2 separate regions of the Xenopus tropicalis genome follow, and region 1 is linked to region 2. The links are chromatin contacts, called in public Hi-C maps. All regions are on one chromosome and are shown on one strand. The core of a region is the stretch at or near the end of the contact, and the rest is flanking DNA. Distances in the headings are between cores, read along the strand shown. Region 1 overlaps spry1 (sprouty RTK signaling antagonist 1). Region 2 has its middle 50 kb from the start of spry1.

What was found. Hi-C and Micro-C count contacts between places; a contact is called where the count stands out from the background.
Region 1: a Hi-C map of neurula embryo shows a contact between it and region 2, with 1.8 times the contacts expected there. The contact joins two enhancer-like sites. A contact is called at or near these places in 4 of 5 Hi-C or Micro-C datasets (brain, gastrula embryo, neurula embryo and 1 more).

Annotation. Positions count from the first base shown.
Region 1 is chr1:65,656,283-65,663,336 of UCB_Xtro_10.0, reverse strand. spry1 (sprouty RTK signaling antagonist 1) reads left to right here. Exons shown (of 2, transcript NM_001006930.2): 2 at 1-1,941. The coding sequence ends at 486. Among named protein-coding and RNA genes, the nearest start is that of spry1, 6.6 kb to the left of the region's middle. Within about 2 kb of position 4,111, at least 3 of the 11 cell types and tissues checked have an H3K27ac peak or open chromatin away from gene starts, as enhancers often do. A contact at or near this core is called in neurula embryo, where this site is marked.
Region 2 is chr1:65,612,326-65,619,697 of UCB_Xtro_10.0, reverse strand. No RefSeq gene overlaps it. Among named protein-coding and RNA genes, the nearest start is that of spry1, 50 kb to the left of the region's middle. Within about 2 kb of position 3,082, at least 4 of the 11 cell types and tissues checked have an H3K27ac peak or open chromatin away from gene starts, as enhancers often do. A contact at or near this core is called in neurula embryo, where this site is marked.

The sequences.
Region 1 (7,054 bases), core at 2,862-5,361, 43 kb before region 2:
GCAAGTGCTTTGCCTGCTGAGGACCTAAAGAGCTCAATAAAAATGGACTATTCACAACACCGGTTTATCTGTGAACAGTGTGGGAAGTGTAAATGTGGAGACTGCACTGCTCCAAGGACCCTGCCTTCGTGCCTGGCTTGTAACAGGCAATGTCTGTGCTCTGCAGAGAGCATGGTGGAATACAGCACTTGCATGTGTCTGGTCAAAGCAACTTTCTACCACTGTTCCAATGATGATGAGGGAGACTCGTATGCGGATAATCCTTGCTCTTGTACCCAGTCACATTGCTGGTCTAGGTACCTCTGCATGGGGGTAATGTCCTTCTTCTTACCCTGCTTGCTCTGTTACCCTCCTGCTAAGGGATGTCTAAAACTGTGCAGAGAATGTTACGACAGAGTTAATCGCCCAGGCTGCCGATGTAAGAACTCAAACACAGTATATTGCAAACTGGACGACGTTCCCCGGGGCCAGGGCAAACCCTCCTGACTTTAGAGGAGAGCTTTTCACTTCTCCTTACACAATGTGGAAAAGAGAGCGTGTGTGTTTTGTGTGTGTGTTTGTGTGCGTGACATCCTTTTCCCCTTAATAATGTTCTAATATCGACCTCTGCCTTTATCACACAGTAATACCTATTACTGTAACTGATACTTTCGTGCACAGGCATTAACACAGTCTTGTGGTGAGGAAAAGGGGGGTGAAAAGGGAGCCCTTTTATTCTCTATGTAACAAATACATTAAGTTCTTTGTTGCTTTATTTAAGACTGTAGCCATTAATGGCAAATCTTCATTTTAACAAAACCTACTTTTTGGTTAGTTTTGTGACTTGGGGTGGGGGGTTGTTTTCTTACTCTTTTTTAATTATCTCTTATTCACAGCAGGAGAAGTCTAGTCCGAGCTCCCCCTGTCTCTTTTCTTCTGTATATCCAAATGCATACATAGCGCCTCTATTCAGAAAGGCACAGTCTCTGGAAAATAGAAGCTCCTACAGGGCCTTACAGATTGCAGTGTTATCACTGGCTCTATGGGGATAGTTCTTCCTAAACTTGCAGTACAGGGGGATAATCCGTATGAGCTGCATCCTCCTTTTCCTCATTCCATTTCTGTTGCCTGTGTGTCTCTAAGCATCAGTGACATTGGTCTATTGATGTGTCTATGTTGAAGGATTTTCTTTTGCAGTTTGGGGTTTTAAACTTCTCCCATGCACACCACCAAGCTTGCCTTATTGCAGCTATGGGTAACTTGCAGTCCTGCAGATGTTGTAGAACTACAACAGCACCCTGCACTCACTTCCCACCTGGTGGAGTTTGCTGGGAATTGTAATTTAACACCATCTGAAGGGCTTCAGACTGTCCAGTGCTGCCTTTATAGTGTTTCTGTTACTATAGTTTATCTTTATATGCCAGACAATTCAGTAGCCTTAAAGAAATAAGCTCTTTCACCCTTGGAACCAATAGTTTCCTGCTGGTGACCTGTTTTTTTTCCTTTTGTGTGTTTTTCCTATATTTTAAGTGTTGTTTTTTTTTTTTTTTTCAAATGTCTTGGTCACACCCAGGCATTTTTTGTATATTTTATGTACAAATCACAAAGTTGAATATTGACTATTTTTAAGACAAAAGTCTGTTAAAACTTTTTTTATTGTAAAGAATATTTATTATGTGAATCTATTATTTTATGATATTTATTACAAAGGACAGTTAAAAATGTTACTCGTCTGAATATAGCAAAGTATCAATACTTACTGAGAAATAAGGGGTGACACAGAAGAGTACGTATGTTAACTATAATGCAGAAAAAATATAATAATTAATAAGTACGTGTCTGTTATTTCTTTATTTTGTCAGAAGTCAATATCCACACCAATATGGCCTGTTCCACTCTGTAGCATATATTTCAGAATGATTTTTTTTAATTTAATTAAAATGTATTTTAACGATAAACAAATGTTTTTGTCTTTGTTTTATATATCTCCTGCATTTATTGCACGCCATGTTGCATTCAGCTTTGGTCTTACCTTCACCTTCACACTCCTACATCTTCTATTACTGTTAGGACCATGGAGGGTTAGCCTTTTTATTAATAAAGGCCTGTGGTGTATATTCCTTCACTAGGGGGTGCTTTGCTGTCTGTGTAACAAGGCAACAAGGCATATTGTTATGATAATGGATTTAATTGGTCTGATCATTTTTAACTACTTATCTTTTAATTCAAGAACTCTCCTGTTGGTCCTTTATTGAGACAGCCAAACAAATAGAGATAATGTAACAAAAATTGTCTAGTAACTTGTAACAACCAACCATTGTTTACTGGTCAGCTGTTTGAACAAATGTGATTGGTTGCTAGACCTGGGCTGTATAAATCAAACACCATAAAACAGGCTAGTTGCAAACTTATCTCAGAATGTCTTCAGTATAATAAAAGTTAATTAGTATGTGAACTTCTCCTTTAAGGCTACAAGCTATGGCTGTATTATTGCGTGCGAGCAAAGCACAGCCAGACATTACTTTCAACATCTTATTTTTGTAATGTGAAGAATGTTTGCTATCCATGTTAAGGCAGAAAAATGCCATCCTGGGGAGAAGTGGGGACTTTAAGTTTTGTAAAGATGCCACTGTGACCTTTGAGTGTCGCAACATTTTTTGGCATAGTTGCAGATGAGGAAGTGCTTGGAGCTAGGCTTATCTGTGCAGAACAAGTCAGAGAGCAATGTATATATATCAACTGGGGCTATATTCTTAATAACAGAGGTTTGGGAACATATGGACAATTCCAAATCCAATTTTCAGTTCTTTTTGTATCATTTTTTAATCTTTGGTTTAATTTATTTTTAAAAGTAAAACCAAGGTGGAAAATGCAAAATATTCTGGTATGACCCAGAAATAAAGGGCAAATACAGGGCACCCCAGAATTATAATCCTGCTATAGCAGTGGATTTAAATTGATGGACTAGGACCCATTGCTTTTTAGGATGATTTCTAGAATGTAGAAGAAATATTCTCTTATATAAGAGGTATAGCTGGCTGTAAACTTTTTTGGGGTGGAAAAAGCTGACCCTACTACTTAATTTAAGCTTATAGGTTTAGTGCTATAGGCTAGTGGCTACAGGATTAGTCTCTTACAAGCAGCAAAAGCATAACTGTTCTATTTTGATACCTTTCGGGTATTTTATTTTTGCTCCATTGATTTCATTTATTTGTGCGTAACTATTTTTGCATAGAAATGACTTTTTCCATTCCCTTTTTTAAGTAGGCAATAAAAAAAACAAGTATTTTATTACCATCACTTTGACAGTCAGGAGCCTTTTTAAAGGAATTTGCAAGCCAGGATATCCTGACAATAAAATGCAAAATGCCTCCTGACTCCCTGTGGGGGTAGGAGGGGAAGACTGGAGGTCAAGGGTTTAACACAAGGGCTATTCCGTGTGACTCTTCCCTGAGGACACAACTTCAATAGGCTATTTTTTTTCCTATCTAACCTCGCCATGCATTTGCTTCAGCAGAAATTTTTTTTTTTTCCTGTATACAAATTGAAGTTTATAGAGAGTTTTTTCACTAAGGGGTGAGCTAAGGTAAAGACATCTGCCATTAAAGTCAGTCCATCCCTGCAAATGTAAATTGCTTTCAGAGAAAGCTACAGGAAATGGGCCTGGGAAATAATGGCATTAGTATAAACAGATGGTGATTTGATTGGAAAAGGTATGTTGTTGGGGGTTTTGTTTCCCACTTTCTGCCAAGGGCTGCTTAGCATACCTTAGTGAATTCTAATTGAACACAAATAATGCCCTTTTCCTAATGAATTGCTGCCTGTGGAGTAATCAGTTCTCTTGCCACAGAACAATTTCTGGATTTGTTGATTCTGTGAGCTGGGTGGAGCTGCCCGTCTCATGTTGCACAGATCACATTTCACTAGGTAGTAGTTTAGAAGCGCTTAGATAATCAGATCCCTGCATATATCTTTAACATGTCTACTGAGGCGACAAATACACAAGCTGGCCTGGAGAATTTGATGTCAAACCAGTTTTCAGATCAAGTTGAAACTCTGCTTTTTCTTGTTACAGGGAAAAAAAATAGCACCCCCCCCTTTTTGTGTGTTGCTTAAAAGCAGGGTTGTCACACGCACATCCCTCAGGCTGGCGTAAACTACAACTCCCAGTTTCCGTAGGCAGCCCGCAATAACGCATTACAGCTGGAGGGCCCGGTTTTGACGACTAATTAAATGCATTCTGAGCCTCTTTAGAATAGAGTGAGAGAAGTTGATGTATATTCTACTGTACAGTGCTGCGTACATAAGTAGTGCTTTAGAAATAAAGATATACATACATGAGGAGCTATAGGCTTTGTTTCTAGCAGGCGAGGAGGGTGGTGAGCTCTGTGCATTTATCTCCTGTGCTTCATATTACTTCCTGCTCGGGAAGCTGTAATTTCCAGTTCCAGACACAGCAGGAAATAATAAAAGCAATTTCAATGGCTTCTTTCACTCCACTGACAAAAACAAATATCTGCACTATCGCATATTCAGAGCTTTCATATATACGGCACTTAAATGTTCTGATTTTTCACAAGCAAAAGAGTATTCAGCCTTAAAAAAAAACCTCATAAAAAGTGTAAAAAAAACCCCCGTGTTTTACTAACAAATCTTCCTCTGACTATTGACTTGTTTTTGAACTTTTTTCCGTGAATCCACATGGAATCCATACCTGTTGTGTTTGCGTCAGAATTCATTTTATTTTAATGTATATATTCCATTTTTGCACTTTTGCACATTTTTGTTCAGATTTTCTGGGTTTCTATAAAACTAAATTTCAGATATGACATTTTTTTAGGGTTTGTGTATTTTGGTAGGAATTTTTTTCTAACAAAATAGCATTTAGAGTTTCCCTTGTCTATATGCCAGTATATAAATCTATTTGGTATTTACAGTTTAGTTTTAACCATTTTCAGCTCAATCCAGGCTATTCAGCGATGGGGCAGCCTCTGAATTCTTTCTGGTGACATCACTGAGTTGGCTTTTCATTTAGAATGGAAGGTTTTTCATATAAGACTTAGGGCTTTCTGTTTATACTTGTATGCACCTGAGGAACCTGCAATCACGGTCTCAAAATACAGCTGCTCTGGACGCCACAGAAGAAATGTGGAAAAAGTGATATAATTACCCAGTAACTCAACCTGCCAGTAGCACAGATTGGCCTGCTTCTTAACGTAAAGTGCAAACCTAAAAATAAAATCTAATAAAAGTTTACTAAGTGTTTATAGAATACCTTTTTTTTCTGATACTCCAAACTGGCATTTTTTTTAGCATTCTTAACACAGATGTGCTGAAAGCTTTTGGAGCGTGCTACCATGTATGTAAACAATCACACTGGTTCCCTCTTTTTTTTTATTGTAGGCTTATTTTTCTGCTAATAATTTTTGCTACAATTTAAACCCTGGGGTGTCGGATTTTGAAATAGAGAGTTCTGTTACCCAAGAAGCTGCCTGCTTTGAAAGTTTCCTTTATTTTTAGATTATATATGTAATAAACGATGATGGTGAAGTGCATTGTATAAAGAGAACATGACTTATATGCATCTGATCCTATAAGTAGGAGCCTCCATATTGGATGTCTCTGTAAAGGCATTTTTTTAAGTTTCAGCACCATCTAAAGGTGATCATACATAAGCCGTGAAAAGGTGCTGTCTTGGAAGCTTATTGGCACGTGTATAAGGCCATTGCAACAGCCTGCTGAACCAATATCTGGTTATCTATTGTACAAGGAAGAAAATTCCATCAAACTTACTGGCATGATGAAACAGCCCTCCCCTGACAGTTTCCATTATGATCCAGTCATTGGCATGGGGGCCAAATGATTTACTTAGCCTGACTTAGCCCAGTGTGTGAGTGGCCAACTTAAGAAACAAACACTAATTTGGCAACCTTGCCATAGAGCATACTTAATGTGTATACCCAGCTTTACATTAAAAATATCCCTCCACTGGGCTCTATAGGGGATTATTATATTTTAAGTATTTTACCTGGTGAAGTGGAAAACCCTAAAAAATGGAAAATCTCCCTGTCAGCACTGGCTATTGGAAAGTATGGAGACTACCTTGACCTCAGCAAACATTTAAAAAAATTCCTGTTATATATATATACTGTATATATAAGTACAAGGTTATTCTTCCGCTCACAGTTAGGAAGATGGAAGATCAGTGTCGGACTGAGATGGCAGTCCAGAAAACCCCGGACCATAGGCCCATTCACAAAACTTTAATTCCTCCTTCAAACTCTTTATTAACATGGTCTCTTTTTTTTCTACATACTATACTCTATTCTTCCAGCTATCAAGCTTCTTTGTTCCTATACAGAAATAGGGAATGACCATGAAATAGGCCAAATAGTTAGAAGCAAGAGGCCCACTGACACCTGGGCCCACCGGGAGTTTTCCTGGTATCCTGGTAGGCCAGTCCGACACTGTAGAAGATGCACATTCTGAGGTGTTTGGCCCCCATTTTCTTTTATAAACTATACAATTGGCATCATCGTATCATGGTTTACAGCATGTTGGGAGCCAAGGAACACCCGAGGACCCAAGTTTGAGCATGACTACCTTTAATATAGAGGTTTTGGTTTATGTTTTTTTAATCATAAAGGAGATCCTTTACCAGGAACAAAATGTTGCTATTATTATTCATAACCACCTATATCGGGGTTGGCAATCTTTGCGCTACCAGAAGTCCGAGGGCCCGTTTATATGTTGGCTGCTGGGTGTAGTAGTACTGCAATGACTAGAAGGTTATAAATAGTAAATAGGTTTCAGAAAGGGAATCTACTAGTTATATCCCACTGAATAAGTCCTGAGTCAGTATAAGAATAAATAGCAAAGATTTTCAGTGGAATAAAAACAACAACATTTATTGGCTCAAATTAACAAAAACATAACTTATATGAAAAGCATACTATACCAAACAATGACCAGGTGCATCCTAATCTCCTAACGCGTTGAGCCAATAAATGTTGTTGTTTTTATTCCACTGAAAATCTTTGCTATTTATTCTTATAATGACTAGAAGGTTACATAT
Region 2 (7,372 bases), core at 1,833-4,332:
CATTTATTACATTTATTATCTTTTATTATTTATTTGTGTGATTTATTTATTACTATTACACCAGCCACTGGTTACAGTCTTTATTTTATACTGTAATGGCTCTTTCATTAGACAAAGCTGTGAATCTTCCTTGTTTAATACTATTTTATATACTGTCCAACTATCGCTTTCTGTATGCAGCATTTCCATACCTAATAAGGCACAAATCTATTGAGCAATTCTAAGAGGGTAAAGAGTTCCTCATGCCCTGTTCACAAGGTCTCTTAGATTTGCCTATACCTATGATTGGTAAAACTGGTAGAATGAATGTCCAGCAGCCAAGCCATACTGGATAAATTTGATAATTCAGAAAAAAACTCTATAGCCCTGTCAACACAGAGAGCTTCTATCCACCTTACTCAAGTTGGAGTTTCGTGTAAGGTTTAAGCAATGCCTTCCTCTCGTGAATAACTGCATTTCTATTACAACGTAAATTCTGTTGTATTGCACATAGGTAATAATAGAAAAGCAATATGATATCGCTGTGCTCATTGTTTTCTTGCACAATTTGATATGCTGTCTAGATAAATGAGTTCCATTTCCTAGGTTATCTTGTTTCTTTGAGTACATGCTTGCTGCTCAAATAAGGGAGGTTCCTTCAGAAATTAATTTGCTCTGTACATATTTATGGCATTGGACCTTGACCTTATCTGTATTTATTCAATCACCCAATAATATTCTCCCCATCATATAATTCTTAAAGGGATAATATCATAAAAAAATAAAGTTTGATTGTGCCTGAAATCAATCTGTAATGTTTAGAAAAGAAGGGTACTTATGAAAATAATGATGTATTTACATTTTAAAACATTATTGTCATTTTTGTGCTTGCACAAGGAAGTGCAATCAAATGGTTAAGACTAATTTCCTTGTCTCACAAAGCAGCAGTTATGCTTTATGGTAGAGATTCTAGCATCATGTCACAGTGGTCCAAGATCCAATCTGAAAGCCAGTCTGAATCCAAGGTCCAATCTAAAATCCCATGTTCAGAGCCTTACAGAACAGAACTACATTTTTTTTATTAAAGGCATCAGAAAATGTTATGAATTGTGCAATAAAAATATGTCATTTCAAATAAATCTAAAATCTAGGAAAATGAAGTTGGTGTTTTATTTTTTGTTTTTTTATTTTTAAGGCATTTTTTAATGTTCCTTCTCTAAAACATCAGGTTGTGGCTCAGTCTTGTAAACTGCATACTATTACCAGGTGAGCAACTACAGGGAAGCGGTCATTGGCCCTTGGGTGATCCACAACCCTGTTCAGAGACAAACATAGTTGAGAAATTCTGGGAGCGTGAATGTGTGCAGAATGAAAAAAAATGGGACGAGCTGCAGCATTTTGGCTATTGCCCTGCCAATCACGGCTTCACCATAAGAGCTCAGTTTATGATGTCTGTTATAGAAAATGTGCAACCATACATCTAAATACCTTTCTTAATAAGATAATAATGTCACGTTTTATATTTAAAGATTAGATTTAGATATTGAGATTTTTGGAAATGGTTTGATTTTCCAAGGACTTAACTAAACTAAAAAAACCTTTGTTTCTTTTAATCTCAAGGGGTTCCCCTCGTGTTTTCTGGAATGATTTATTGGTAAATAAGGTATTGCCCCTTATGTAGTTATACATAGTATCAAACCACCCTTAAACATCTCTTCTCCTGTTTAATCCTTTCCATCTTAGCCAACCTTTTCATTAACTGAGACCTTCCATAACCTTTATTAGAGCATCAGTGATTTGTAAAGGGTAAGAATGACTCAATACAGGACAATACCTTGTTGGCCTTTCTTGCTGCTGACTGACATTGCTTGTTACAGCTGTTTCATCTCCATTAAAGTTTTTTCTAACTTAATTTTTTCTAACATTATGGGAATAAGTGGCATTTATATTTTTAAGCCTTACATTTATTATCTCTGAATCATTTGCCCAGATTGCCAGTTTGCCCAGATCCTGTGCGAGGATGCCACACCATGAATTAATTAAGTTGTCCTACATCATTTTGTGTGATCAGCATACACAGATACATTATTAGTACGTATTTGTACAGGAAAAAAAAGGAGAATGAAAAGCCATACATAATGTAGACGCACTTACATTTTTTAGGCCGTTGCACCCATTGCACTTATTAATGTAAATAAAGTGCTAGGCACAAGGCACAGTGGGCAGAGATGCAAGAGAGTGTTATACTTTAAACCTGCCATGGGCAAGGTTAAAGGAGAAGGAAAGGCTAAGTCACTTGGGGGTGCCAAAATGTTAGGCACCCCCAAGTGACTTAGATCACTTACCTTTTACCCGGGCTGGTGCCCCTGTACAGAGAGAACAGCACCAGCCCGGGGTAGCAGCGAGCGCTTCCTCCTTCCTTGTTCGCTGCGCGTGCATGCGCAGTAGAGTGAAAAGCCGAACTTTGAACAGAGAAGTCGGCGTTTCACTCTACTGCGCATGCGCCGGCCCGCGGATTTCGCTGGCAGAAGAAAAAGGAAGGAGGAAGCACTCGCTACAGGTACCCTGGGCTGGTGCTGTTTTCTCCTAACAGGGGCACCAGTCTGGGGTAAAAGGTAAGCGATTAAAGTCACTTGGGGGTGCCTAACATTTGGCACCCCCAAGTGACTTAGCCTTTCCTTCTCCTTTAAAGCACAGGCTGCCTTTGTGATATATTTTTGTTCACGCCAAATAGTAAGTGGGAGACAAGAATAGCTGCAGAAGAATTTTATAAATATGAATGAGCATATTTACCTTATTTCAGAATTATGTAGACCTAACAAAAACCTTTGCATATATTCGGGAAACCTGACGGAGGCCTGGCTTTTTAAAGATTGGTGTTGGTAACCCTATGTCTTCGAAGAGCTTCTGTAGTACTGAGCTGGTATTAAGCCTTTATTAATGCAATAAAACACTCCTTATGTATTTTCTTTTTTAATCAACAGCCTCGTATTGTGCCTTTTAAACAATAAATCAGTGAAGCAGCTCCAGAACTGGATTCCAGGAGCTGGAGGTTGACAAAAAGGGCAATGAAGGTGTTGCTGAGTACATAGCTTCATTTGCATGTCAATGAACTCTGCTTGTTGATTCAGTGCCCGGCATTTCACAAGCACCCACCAGAAAGTGCCTTTGTTGGTTTTAACTCTGGTCAAGTCTGCCTGCTGCAACAGGAGTGTTAGGCCCATTTAGTTTAGTTAGCCAGGCAGAACATGCAGAAGGAAGGAAGGTTTCTCTGCACGGCATTGTCTGGGAAAGAGTGTTTAACCCTTTCTTGACCTCAAGGAAGCACTTTAGAATGTTAAACCTAAAGTATGAGATAAAGCTGGTGAGTTTAGGGTCACCTGCAGGCACCTCTGTCTTCTGTGACTAACGGGATATTTAATCACGTATTTAGTCTTTAAGTTGTACCTAAATCCTTTACAAACCCATTCTACAAAAAGCAGGAGAGACCTTAGACAACAGTGACAAGCTGTGCAAATGCTCCGTGTTTAATAATATTCATCATGCACAGAATTAACCCTTACTATATCTGCAGGAAGCATTAGTTCTAAAATCAGAAAGTTCTGCCTTAGGGTGTTCTGTGTTCATCATGTGGCATCAACTCCCAGCATTTCAGATGAAGGGGATCAGCCTGAAAATCCCAGCACCCGACAGGTTAAAGGGGTTCAAAATGTTTTTGTGTTAGAAAACTGATGTCTCCAGGATATTATGAATTCCTGAATTAATTATAAAGTAAGTGTAACAGAATTACAGCTACAACCCACAAACAATGTGTATATGAAAACTTTTATTTTAAAATAGCTGTTATTCATTTTTATGGTGCAAAAATCATTGACTACTGTGGTTCCATCTTTTATAAAGGCTAAGCTTAAGCAGCCCCATAGGTTTGCTAAGGAGAGCATAGTGTGTTCAAATATTTATTTATTTTCTGCTTTTGATAGAGGTATGGGACCTATTACCCAGAATGCTCGGGACCTGGTGCTTCCTGGATAAGGGATTTCTGTCATTTGGATCTCCATGCCCTAAGTCTATTAAAAATGATTTAAACATTAAAAAAGGGATTTATTATATCTTAACTGGCATCAAGTACAAGGTACTGTTTATTTATTACAGAGAAAATCATTTTTACAAAATTTGAATTATTGGCTTATAATGGAGTCTATGGGAGATGGTCTTCCTGTAATTCGGAATTTTCTGCATAAGGGGTCTCCAGATAACAGATCCCTTATCTGTATGGCACTGATACATTTCCACAGAGCTTTACGGAAATTATACATGATTCACCCCAGTGGAGCTTATAATTTAAGGTCTCTATCACATATATACACAGTAGGGACAATTTAGTTTGAAGTGTGGATGAAGAACCTGAAAGAAAGCCATAAAAACTTGGGGAGAATGTACAAACTCCTTGACCTTGCAAAAAATGCATCCACAGAGCATCTATCAGGCACAGGGGTGTACGTGGGTGCTGCTGTTCTGCTTCCTGGCATTCTTAGGGCACTGACATTCTACATTTTGTACTGTTAGCTACAGGGTGAAACCAATATTTCCTATCTGAACAGGGTTCCTTGTGGTGCCATTGTGTATCCATATTGCCATTCATTTAACTAACTTTGTTACAAATGAAATCTAGTTGCACATTTCATGTAGCTGTATGGTCTGAATGAGTAGTTCACCTTACGCTTAACTTAAGGTAAGTCACTGATTCCTAACCAGTGGCTCAGGGGCAACATGTTGCTCACCAACCCCTTGGATGTTGCTCTCAGTGGCCTCAAAGCAGATGCTTATTTTTGAATTATTGGCTTGGCGACAAGTTTTGGTTGCATAAAAACCAGAGGTGTACTGTGAAACAGAGCCTCCTGTAGGCTGCCAGTTCATATAGGGGCAACCAAATAGCCAATCACAGCCCTTATATGGCACCCCCGGGAATTTTTTTTTTCATGCTTGTGTTGCTCCCCAACACCTTTTACATTTGATAGTGGCTCATGGGTAAAAAAGGTTGAGGATCCCTGAGGTAAGGTAATAAAGGTGGAAAGTTTGCTATAGGTCTAGTCACTTTTAGAAACCAATCAGCAGGTAGCATTTCCTTTTTCTTGCTTGCAAAAAGGCAGCTTGTTGGTTGCACCTGGGAAAACTTTGAACTTTTTATCCAGAATGTTATGGATTGTCCCATTCTTACCAAATTGGTCTTCATTTGATATGTTTTTTATTGTGACTTTTCTATTCTGCTTCTATTCAGCTGACCCTGGCATCCAAAACATTGATCTCAGGGAGGCTACATTTCTACAGTGACAATTCTATTGCCTTTCCTTTTCATCTTCTATTCTGACTTTCAAAGCAAATCCTGTTTGATAGGGTAACTGGGATCTGAGCAAGTTAGCAGTTGAAACTGAAGCACAAAAAGTTAAATAATTAAAAAAGAAACACAAAAATAATATAACAACCATTTGAAAACTTGAGCTAAAGTGCCACTGTCTACATCACACTTAAAGTTAATTTTGAAGGTGAAGTAATCCTTTAAAAATTCAGTGAGCTGTACGGCTTAAAATTTCAGTCAAGGTAAGGGACAAGACAAAAGAAACAGACCATGCATTTTTCAGTTCAATGAGGCATGCACACTCAAGGTACACAACACTATGGGGAATTTGCATACAAATATATGTGTGTGTGAGTATGCATGTGTGATCATGTTACTTGTTCCCTGTATCACTGACAAAGTTAGTCTTGCCACTGAATAAGCCTGTCCATTTTGGTGGTGGATAAAAATCCTTATCACTTCCCATAGGGCAGGCAAGAAGGACAGGTCACTGTTGGGCCTCTGCTGCTTCTTATTGTGTGTGTTTGATTGTGTGCCTATGTGGCTCCTCCTTTCCTCCTCTTAGCAATATAGAGCTGAATAGTTTCATCAAAATTGTATTTGTAGGAGAAGGGGCAAATATCTGTGCTACAAAAAGGAGCATAGAGACCTGCAGCAGTGCAGAAGGTGATGGTACAGTGATAAAGTATTTGAAACTCCCTTACAATAATTCATTGTGCCTCCTTGGGCTCTGAAGAATCAGACAAATGTTCAGATGCAGCCAGTAAATTTTCACATTCTGTGTCACCATGTCCAGGGACCACGTTTTAAGTGTTAAGTCCTGCCTCTAGATGGCGCTAAAGTGCAAGACTTGCCAGCAAAACACAATAGAAAACACCATAGATCATGCGGCACCTGGTGGTGAATTTTGGTATTTTAATTTTTACCTGTTTTAACTGTAACAGACATAACGCAACAACATTGTAAAGGAACTTGGCTGCATCTGTACAAATAATCGCATGTTTTAGGTTCAAGTCCACAACTTTCCATGAGAAAGCCTTTTAAAATGCCCATAGTCAGGGGCGGGCCGAGTCGACGGGGTGCCCTAGGCAACCCGGTAGGCCACCTCTACCCTGGACCCTCTCCCCCTCATGTGTGTGCATGTGTCTGAGTGTGTGACAAGGAAGCACGGACAAGGGGTAGGCTAGACTCCTTTTTTGTGTCTGCTTAGAGCCCTATTTCCTAACCTGGGGTCCCCAGAAACTGGTGGACTACAACTTCATGCATGCTTTAGCTCCTAATGTATGTTGAAAAGCCCTGGGAGCTGTATTCTAATGAAAAAACTTTCTTGACATAAGATTAAGAAACACTGAATGTTTTTAGGATTCTCTTCATTTGTAGGAACATATAGTGTGAGACCTGGCTTGCCTTTTTCTTTACTCAGGAACTGGGTTGTGTTTTGTCAATCTGTCCTCTTTTTTATTCCAGGCTGCATTATTGCACTAATGCAGGAACAATGATAACTAAGGGTCGAACATACAGTTATCACCATTATTAAATGGGTTTCATTTTGCTGAGTACCATCAGTTTTTTGTGTTCTGTTATAAAATCTTAAGATATCTGGAAATGTCAGCTTTTCTTAGTATTCCATACACACAATCAGATATTATATGAGGAGTTTTTTTCTATTTAAACAAAAAAAAAACTTTTTGAAGACAGCAATATATAGTGCAATTATTTTATAGTTGTTACACTTGTTTTTATTTGCTTTATAATTTCCATTTAATGTTATACTTCAGGTATTTAGTATGTCATAAAATGTGATCATTAACTCTTTTGTTTAGTGCACACCTAAATGTATAAGTACTGGAAGTAATTTCAATTATAGTAGTGCCCAGTACCCCAAATGACCAAATTATACTTTTATGATATAGTGACCTCAAGTGATAGTTAATGAAGTAGAGTCATTGCGCAGTACTATAGGGATTTCCTAATATCAAAACAGCGCAGCGCTTAAATGGTGCAGGACAAAAGAGTAACCATTTCAACAAATATTAA